2 separate regions of the Mus musculus genome follow, and region 1 is linked to region 2. The links are chromatin contacts, called in public Hi-C maps. All regions are on one chromosome and are shown on one strand. The core of a region is the stretch at or near the end of the contact, and the rest is flanking DNA. Distances in the headings are between cores, read along the strand shown. Region 1 holds the start of Clstn2 (calsyntenin 2). Region 2 overlaps Clstn2 (calsyntenin 2).

Evidence for each region. Hi-C and Micro-C count contacts between places; a contact is called where the count stands out from the background.
Region 1: a Hi-C map of olfactory sensory neurons shows a contact between it and region 2, with 4 times the contacts expected there. The contact joins the promoter of Clstn2 here to the enhancer-like site in region 2. A contact is called at or near these places in 1 of 39 promoter capture datasets (embryonic stem cells), 2 of 484 Hi-C or Micro-C datasets (olfactory sensory neurons and uterus) and 2 of 9 other capture datasets (adipose tissue and liver).

What each region holds. Positions count from the first base shown.
Region 1 is chr9:98,029,912-98,034,772 of GRCm38.p6, reverse strand. It overlaps Clstn2 (calsyntenin 2), which reads left to right and starts at 1,606. Exons shown (of 18, transcript NM_022319.2): 1 at 1,606-1,912. The coding sequence starts at 1,798.
Region 2 is chr9:97,950,789-97,955,632 of GRCm38.p6, reverse strand. The region is part of intron 1 of Clstn2 (calsyntenin 2); the gene reads left to right. Among named protein-coding and RNA genes, the nearest start is that of 4921534H16Rik, 50 kb to the left of the region's middle. Within about 2 kb of position 1,997, at least 7 of the 459 cell types and tissues checked have an H3K27ac peak or open chromatin away from gene starts, as enhancers often do. A contact at or near this core is called in olfactory sensory neurons, where this site is marked.

The sequences.
Region 1 (4,861 bases), core at 357-2,856, 80 kb before region 2:
GGGTGAGAGGTCTCTTGATGTTGGCTTGGAACTTGGTAGCTCTTTACCTTGGGTAAAGGAGTGACCTTACTCCAGAAACAAGAACAATAGCACAGGTGTTGCTTCATGGACTAAAGGGGACCTGCTGGCCAAAGAGCTGAGTCCCCTGCAGCCACCAGGATTTGCAGCTGTTGAGCACCTCTTGAGGTCTCAAATGTTGAAGTTTGTTTTTAACACCACAGTCTCCCAGTGTGCTGCCAGGACCACACAGGGAGGCTGGGCAGCAGAAGGCTCTTAATGTATTTTATGGCTTGGTTGAGTACTCCGAACTACACTTATTAATTATGAGATGCTGTTCAGTCAGTGTTGCAATATACACATTTGGCTAATTGATTTGTACAGGCTCATATCGAGCAACATAAAGAATGTGCAGGACCATAAAGCGGGGGACTTTAACTGCTTTCATCCCCTTTGGCTTCTCCAAGAGGGACAAAGACCTTGTGTCCTTCATTGCCTAACGGGGCATCCACAATCATTTAGTGCTCAGGAAATGTCTTGAACGGGATGATGAATGAAAGGATAATTTTGTTTGTTTCTGTGTTTTTTGTTTTTTTTTTGTTTTTTGGTTTTTTTTTTTTTTTTTTTTGCCTCATTTCTCAACTGCACATGACCCTTGGATCGTGAGAAAATAGTACATCTATGGAAATATAGTGATTTCTTCCGAGCGGTTAGTTGATTTTACTGGGAACCTTCTTGATCCTTTGGCAGCCTGATGGTGGTTGGGGGTGTATTGTGGTGGAGAACTATATGAACCCCACCTCCAGAGACAGTGTTCCTTGGCTTGAGATTTTAGAAGGCATGATACCAAATGGCATACTCTTACCTAGGTAGTGACAATGTAAAGGTGGCAACTTCTGAGGGAGAAGTTTGAATGTGCTTCCCACTGAAGACTGACAGTTGCCTTTTCTGACTTTAGCTAGTCCTTTTGACTCTAGCAGTGGCTGTGCCTGCTTCACTGAGATGGCACAGAGCCCGGGCATTGCTACGCAGGTCCTAAGTGATCTCTGCCCTACAACTCCTAGAGGCAGTGGCCTTTTGCAGCTCTAGTGAGCGCCTGGCGCCCTCCCCAGACCAGGCGGCATAGAGCGTCCATCCCTAGACCATATCCAAGGGCAGGGTCCACAGAGACAGCATCCTGGCCCCTCCGCAGGGATGTCGGTTCAAAGGGCGCATCACAGTAGGGTCGCCTGCATCTTTACAGAAGGTCCTCGGGCGATCACTTGGTTGTGGCGCTCGCAGTGCCTCGGGGCTGCAGTTTGGAGAGCCGCAGGGGGGGACGCCAGGCCCTAAGGCTCCCCTGGAGCCTCCCGCATGGGTTCCACCCGCCGGAACCGGCGCCTGACCGAGTCGGATCACGCGAGCGAGCGGCATAGGGGATGGCTGTGGAAAGTTGGGGGCCGGAGCTGCGAGGCGGGGGAGCGCGCAACCCCGCGCCGATGTCCGCGTCTCATGAATATGCACGAGCCACCTCCCTCCCTCCGTGACGTCACGGGCCGTCCCGGGGTGAGCGCTGGAGCCGCTCCGGGTCCGCGCCAGTGAGTGCTGCTGTTGCGGGAGAGCGAGCGACGCGGCGAAGGGCAGCGGAGGCGGTGAGTGAGGGCGGCGGCGGCGGCTCCAGAAGCGCACCCGGCAGCTCCAGGGAGGCGGCGCGGCAGGCACCGGCGGACACCAGCGGACGCCAGCGGACACCGGCAGGCGAGGCCGGCGCGAGCGGTAGGAGGCGGCGGCTGCAGCTCGGTGGCGGCTCAGGCGGCGAGGATGCTGCCGGGGAGGCTGTGCTTGGTGCCGCTCCTGCTGGCGCTGGGCGTAGGGAGCGGCGGCGGCAGTGGAGACGGCGGAGACAGCCGGCGGCGCCGCCTCCTCGTGGCGAAAGGTGGGTGCTGGGGAAGTTTGTTCCTCTTCTGGAAGGAAGCAGGGCGGGCTCGAGGGTGCAGACCCTGGACTTACTCGTCTAACACCCGCCCTTTCTTGTGGCAGCTTCGGCTTCTGCGCGCACCGTCCTCGAAGTGTGCGCCCTAAACTGTGGACCCAAGAGGTTCTCCAGCCCAACCTCTGGGCGGGGTCCAGGCGCCAAGGAGAAGGGGAGGTCTATGGAGTATAGAGAACTTTGGGGGCCCTGTGTGCTGGGGTGGGAGCATCGCGGGGCTTGGCTCAGGGATGCTTTGAGCAAGGCAGGACATGGGCGCTGTAGCGGGGGCTGGGGAGTGGGTGAAGCAGGTGTCTGTCTGCTTCTGCTTTGGGGGCAAGAACCAGGGGCGTCTTCAAAGCAGCGAGACGAGCTGGACTGGCACTCCAGCTTGAGGATGGCGTGGGAACTTGTAGGCTCCTGAAAGCCTTGCCCGCACCCAGGCGCTCCTCCTGCTCCTCCGCAGCGCGGGCTCTGGCTCCCCTGGGAACTCACGCCCTCAAGATGGGCAGAGTCCGGAAGAAGCGCGGGATGTGATGGTTGCTACTGCGGCTCACACTCTGCTTTTCTTCGGAGGACCGAGCCTCCGAGCCTAGAGCTCCTCTCTGGTCTTTATAGTTGATCTTGACCTCTCTAATCCTCTAAGATTCTCCTGAACGCTGGCGTTATCAGGGGAACCTGAAGCCCGCAAGCCCCAGACTTTGACAGCTGTCTGGGAGCGCTGGGAGAAGCGCAGGTTGGGGAGCCTGCATCTGGAGGGCGGGTCTGGAACAGAAGGTCACGCGGTAGCCAAAAGCTGGGAAGCATCGCAGGAGCCCAATTGGGGTGGATGATGGTGGGCTCAGGGAGACTGTAGCAGATTGCAGGATGGAGCGTTTGGCTTAAGTGGTAACTTGTTGATTCTCTGCACTGTTGACGAGGAGGGCGTGCTTTTGATTTCTGCCAGGTGAACGGGTGACATATGGTCCTTGGAATTCTGTCTGGCGATATTTTGAAAACAGAGTTTTTGTCCTTGTTGGAAAAAGATTCCCAAGTAGAGACAGCTTGATTTAGAGGTTTGTTGGCTGAGCTGGTATGAAAAGCACAGCAGCCTGGATCTCTCCGGAGACAGGGCAATTGGGGAAGCAGGCCATTCCATTTGCCTTGTCTGGACTTTGAGAGCGGCCTCTCCTGACATTTGCAAGTGATAAATTTGGGAAAAGAGGTGCTCCTATTCTTTTTAATCTATTGATTTCTGGTGACATAAAATGGAAAAGATTTTATGCACAGGTGTCTTTCTAACACGTACCTCTCCTCTTCCTCAAGGAGTTTCTTTTTCCCTTTCTTTCTTTCTTCCTTTCTTTCTTTCTTTCTTTCTTCCTTTTTTCTTTCTTTCTTTTTTTCTTTTTTTGAGAAGACAGAAAAATTCATCATGAAAATGTCTTTTTAAAAGTGGTATGGTAAAAGGTTGTCTGTATGAAGGGACCAATGTACTATGCTGTTGCTGTTGTTCTGGTGAAAATAAGGATAGAAACCGAGCGTCCGAACAGTCTGTTCTTCCAGTACGGACACTTTGACAGGTAGGCAGATTTCATCCTTTCAGGGGAGCTCACGGTGAGTAAGGATTAGAGAAGGAGTAATTTGGGAAGAGAGCCCCTCCTGTAACACCTTGCTGAGTTTGCCAAGAATGGGAAATGAGAGGAGAGGGAGAGAACAAAAAGCCACAACAAATGCAGGCTTCCACAGGTCTAGATTATGTAAATAATTGTATATAAAATAATTTAAATCCGTAATTTTCTTCCCTTAGAATATATCCATTTCACATTTAAAGCTATTTGTCATTCTACTCTAAAAGTTTTATTGGCCTTGAGAATAGGAGCTACTCTGGATTCTCCTTGTCTTTCCCCTTCAAGCCACAAGGGGGCTGCAAAGAGCACCATTTATTTATTTATTTATTTATTTATTTAATTTATTTATTTCGAAACAAGGACTATTTGGTCACAACAGACACATTTATTATAACAGTTTATTTAACATTTACAGGTCAGACTTTCTTTATTTCAGTGCACTTGAAGTTTACATTTCTAAATTGTACAACCCCTGAGGACTATTTGGGAGGAACAATAAAACTGAGTTTTGCACGTAACACACACTGCCTCTGATAGCGCTGTTTTGTAAGGCTTCTATCATTTCTATTCCCATCGTTAAAAAGGAGAAGACTCAGGAGGGCCCTTGAGAGAGACTGAACAGAGAGACAGCTGTCTTTCTCAGTGCACTTCCGAGTTCACGGGTAGAAAGAAGACAACCAGGAGTGTGCATGACGATGCCTTAGCTGAGGGGTACAGACCTTGTGAGTTGGACACACCCTCTAAATAACTTTTTACAGGTGTTCTGCTGGTCTCAAATTCCTGTGAGGTGGCACATCTGAATACCAGTGTGTTCTGCTTTTGCATTTCTTACTTCTTGCTGCAGGGGACCTAGAAGCTAACTCCTGACCACTGCTGGGGTTTTCCACCTAAGGTTGAGCTTCCAGTGCAGCCATGTTCCAGAAGCAGACATGAATAAAGTAGCCGGGCAGTTAAAACTGCTTCCTCATCTTCCTATGCTTAGGATACACATAAAAACAAGCCCTTCTTGGATTCCTATACACACACACACACACACACACACACACACACACACACACTATGAACAATGCTTGGGAATTATTCTAGAGAAAGGCACAATGTATCAGAGAAAGACGATGAGCTCCAGAAGTCACCTGAAGGTTTATGTTACGTTTAATAAAATGCCAGTGACCTTATAACCTCAAGGACTCAGTATGCATTCTCTTCCTAGGTGCCAGACTGCAGGGATAGAGATCGCTCAGCACAGCCCTTGCGTATAGAGCATCAGTTACTACAGGCTCACCTGGTGAGCACGTACGTAAAGCAGGCC
Region 2 (4,844 bases), core at 748-3,247:
ATTCTGGCTAGACTCCACCCCCACAGTTACCTGACTATAGCCAGGTATGCGCCACCCCACAGTTACCTGGCAACAGCAAGATAGCCCAGCCCACTATAAGAGGGGCTGCTTGGCCCCACCTCTCTCTCTAAGCTTTAACCTTTCTTACTCTCTAACCCTCCTCTCTCTCTCTCTCTCTCTCTCTCTCTCTCTCTCTCTCTCTCTCTCTCTCTCTTCCCTCTCTCCACGTGGCTATGGCCAGCCTCTCCCTCTCTCTTTCTACCTTCTCTCTTTACCCCTGCCTTTCTACAATAAAGCTCTAAAACAATAGACTGTCTCTGATCATGAAGTGCTTGAACAATGAGATAGGCTTTTTCCTAAGGAGCCATGTCTAAGCTCCTGCCAGAAGGCCATCCTGTGCTCCAGCCACAGACCTGACAAAGGATTCTTGCCCATGTGGGAACCATCCAGCCGCCTCTCCCCCTGCACTCTCCTCCTTTCAGCCCTGGTGCCAAGTGCTGCCCTGGGCCCCTATTTTGTTCTCAGCTCATTGCAGTATCCAGTGTGGGATGCCAGAGGCTGAGAACCTGGTACCTGGGGCTGCCCCTTGTCCACCACCTGCCGTGTGGGGTCAGTGGCTTAACACAGCTAGATGCCCACCCGGGGCCATGTGGAAAGCGTGCGCAGTCCTCTCGAGTCTGCCTGCCCAGAGCACCGGAACTCTGGCGGTTCTCTCCCACTCCTTTCTTTCCCCCACACCCACGGCCCCGCAGGAGACATTGGACAAGATGATCTTGTGAAGCTTTAGGCCTGTTAGCCTGCTGTACATATCAGTGAACAACAATAGAAGACTGTCTCAGACAAGCTTCAAGCGGAGGCCTGACACCTCAGCTGACCTCCACATGCATGCTGTGGCATGAATGCACATATGCACACGTACATACACCCATACACATGCACACACGCATGACACATCTGTCTCTGACCTTCCAGGGGCACTAATCACATTGTTTCAGTTCTCCCTCCTGTCTAATCTGCAGAGCACCTTTAGAAGCCTGAGCCTGGTGGGCTTCCTCTCCACTTGTCAGGTGTCTGCATAGAGGTGGGCATACAGAAGAGCTCAGATGGTCTAAACATGCTGTGCATGCTAGGGGTATGCTTATCAAACCCTTCATGCTCAGGATGCAGGGATGCCTTCCAGCACAAGGGGAGAGGTGGCCCTTCAGATGCAAACCATGTGAAGGAGGCAAGGAGTGGTGGGCTTGGTCGTTTCAACATTCCTTATAAGCAAAGGTGGGCTGCGGGTCTGACTGGCTTTTCCTTCTTGTTTTAAGAGACATAGGACCATTATCCCAAGGCTGAAATGCACGTCAGGCCCTGGAGACTATTGAGTGCCTTGTTCTGGGGTAGTTGTGAGCACATGGCTCCTGCCAGAGATAGCTTTTCCTAAATAACTCCAACAGGAGTGGAGATGACGTCTTGGTAGCTGTGCAGACCAGTCCCAGTACACTCTATTTTTTGCTCTTTCTGTTTATTTTAAGGACGGAAGCAGTAGAGTGGTATGTTCTTTGAGGCTGGGGAATGGACCTAAAATTATAAAGTATTACTTCAGGGTATCCCTTTTCTCCGCAGTTTTTCAGAAAAAAAGTCACCATGTCATCGTTCTTTCACTGGTGGTAGCAGCTGGGCAGTTGGCTCCACTCGCCGTGTGTTGTCTAGAAGATGTTTTAAAGCTGTAGAATGATTCTGCTAATCACAGATGGATTCCCCTTGCAGCTGCAATGGGACTCTTCTCTAAGCCAGTGCTCAGGTCTGAGGGGACACATTTAGCCTACCTCTGGGAGTAGCAGCATTTATAGCTGTCTGTCCTGATGGGAGTCCCTCCTTATATAGGGGGTCTGTCAATGCTGTGTGAACTGGAATAGAAGCTGTGACGCATTTGAGCTGAGTTATAGGCTAGCCCTCTGCTCAGCATATAGCCTGTTCTCTGGGGCCCTGTGTGAGACACTGTCTCCCTGGAGGAGCTGAAGATGCAGAGACATACCATGAAGTAATGCTTCTCTGAAGAGGAAGGTAGAAGGGTAATGGGTAGAAGGAAGAGGGTATAGCCTGTGGGTTGGCCCAAGTTTCCAGGATGAGCTCTTACATCCTGCTGTATTACTCTGATCAGGCACATCCATGGGGACTAGGGTTTTACATCTACCAAGGCAGGCTGTAGGCAAACAGTAGCCATCTAGGTTGGGAAAGCCATAGAGGATTGTCCCCTTCTTTATACTTTGTGCTGGATCTCTCTATATAAAGCAATGTTAGTGATTGTATTCTAGCCTTGGGAATGTAACTTCAGGGTGTCCCCATCTTCACCCCTCTAGATTTCTACCTCATGGGACCCTCAGCCTTCCCACTCCCCTCCATCTCTCATGCGTCCCATGTAAAGCACACTGGCTGTTAGTAGATACTTAATCTCATTAATACCCATATGTTCCTCACCTTACGATGGGGTTAGCTCCCAGGAACACCTCAAAAGTGGAAAATAGTCTAATTTGAAGATGCAATGAGTAGACCTAATCTGATAAACACCACAGCTTGGCAATGATACACTGCAGGAGAGCTGCAGCTGAGGCTGATCTTTTCTACCTAGCAGTGCAAGTGAGCAACTCCACATATTGCTAGCTTGGGGGACATTAAAATTAGAGGCATAGTGGCTACTGAGTTATTAATGCTTTCCCGCCATTATAAGGTCAAAATTCATAAATTGGAACCATTTGAAGGCAAGGACTTACTGATAATTGCCATATTATAGGAGGAACTCAAATTCTATATCCTTAATGCTATTATTATTTGAAGTATTTACTGAATTGAGACACAACATGTCTTCCTTTCTTGGCAATTCCATTTATATGGGACCCTGGCCTTCCTTGGGGCTGTCTTCTCATTATTTCAAGATGGTCTCTATTAACATGATCCTAGGGTCTCCCCCACACTGAAGTTTTGGAGTCCTCTGGCTGGAGCCACCCAGATGAGTCCATATCAGACACAGGGGGAAGATAAGTCCTGCTTATGTGTCAGGCCTCATCCCTGTTACCATAGAAGATAGATGGTGTGATGGTCAGCTTTATGTGCTTCATTGGCTAAGCTAAGCTACTTAGATATTTGGCTAAATATTATTCTGGATGCTCCCAGAAGGCATCTTTTAAAACATGTTAACATTCAAATTGCAAGACAGCATAAAGCAGTTTGTTTGTGGGACTCAGATTTATTTTGAAAGATGTCCTCTACTGTACAAGAACAAGAAGGGCCATGTGCCTTTGAAATTGAGTGGCAGAATCAGCTCTTCTTGGGGTTCCCCCAAATCACATATCCAATTCTTAAAATATTTTGGTCCTCTCAATTATTTCTTCATACACACACACACACACACACACACACACACACACACACACACACACACACTGTTGAATCTGTTTCTCTGGAGAACCTAGCATACACAAATGGTACAGTCAGGTCTCTTAAAGAAACATTTGCCAGACATATTCCCAGGAAAAGCTCTCTGGGCCCAGAATACTGGATGAGCCTTTGCTGAGTGTAAAGCGAAGGAAAGCCATGTTTGAATTCATGTCCTAAAAACATGCTGGGGAGGGTCAGATGGAGACTGGTCTTAGGCAGAGGTGGAGGAGGATGGATTGATGGCAGCAGTGGGAATGGAGAGGAGAGGGGTGGTACGGAGCCGCACTAGAGCAGAGACACTTGGAGGAAGCAGGCCTCCGTACATGGATAAAGGAGAGTGTCAAGGTGACCAAGGTCTTACCTTAAATAATCACACATGTGGTGAGAATGACATTAATCAGAGATGATGAAGGCTGGGACAGTAGTTTAGGGGAGAAAGTGGCTTTTCTATGTGGCATGTCACATTGGGCGGAGCCTCTGGGACATCCTGTGGGAGCCCGCAGGAAACAGACTGGAAGTGGGAACAACTGGTGTGTGGGTGGGCACTTGAGCCCCATGAAGTGTGCAGAGTTCATCCCTGCCTTCACTGAGCTGGTTTTCCATAGGACCACATCAGCAGTGCCATCTGGGAGCCTGCAGACACAAGGTCTATACTGTTGATGAAGAGAGGGAGCATCAGTACCTGTCACCGGGCCTGGAAATAAAGTGTTAAACACCACCTGGTGCCAGTAAAGAAAAAGAAGAGAAAAACAAAAGACTCTGTTAGAACACCCCATCCCAAAGGGAAGAGGTTTGTTGGAATACCAGATAGCAATATTCTGTGGATATGTGTACATGTGCCTTTGTGCATGCTATGGAGAGCCCACATGTGCAGTATGAATAGCAGCATCTCTCTAGGTCCCTTATCATGCTCTCAGTTTAACTTACAAAGCACTCTTCTACTTCAGTGACAGCTGGGTCATTTCCATTGGCAGATGAGGACACTGATGGGAACATGCCACAGACAGGCTCCGTGTGCTGCAGGGGAGGACGGCTGCAGCTCGACCCCATGCCGCCTTCTCGTTGGTTTTCCAGGATGGCAGACCCAAAACCCAGTGAGTTCCAGGCTCCCTGGCCGGACCAGCATCCGATAACTCTTCCTCCCTTCCTACCCAGGATGGCCACCCTTAAGGCAGGACTTTGACACCAGTTTGTGAATGCATCTGTCTGAGTACATTATCTAAATTGTTATGGATCACCCTGGCTAATGGCAAAAGTAAAAACCGCTGTTCACTCAGTGAATAAATCCTTGGTGTTGATCAATCATTGCATGGCGTAGATTCTTTTAATAGGCACAATTTACACAGCGGCTTGGCAGACTGCGCTGTCTACTAATTGCACTTGGAAAGCGGATGCTGATCTCTGCTGTGCTGTAAAAATGT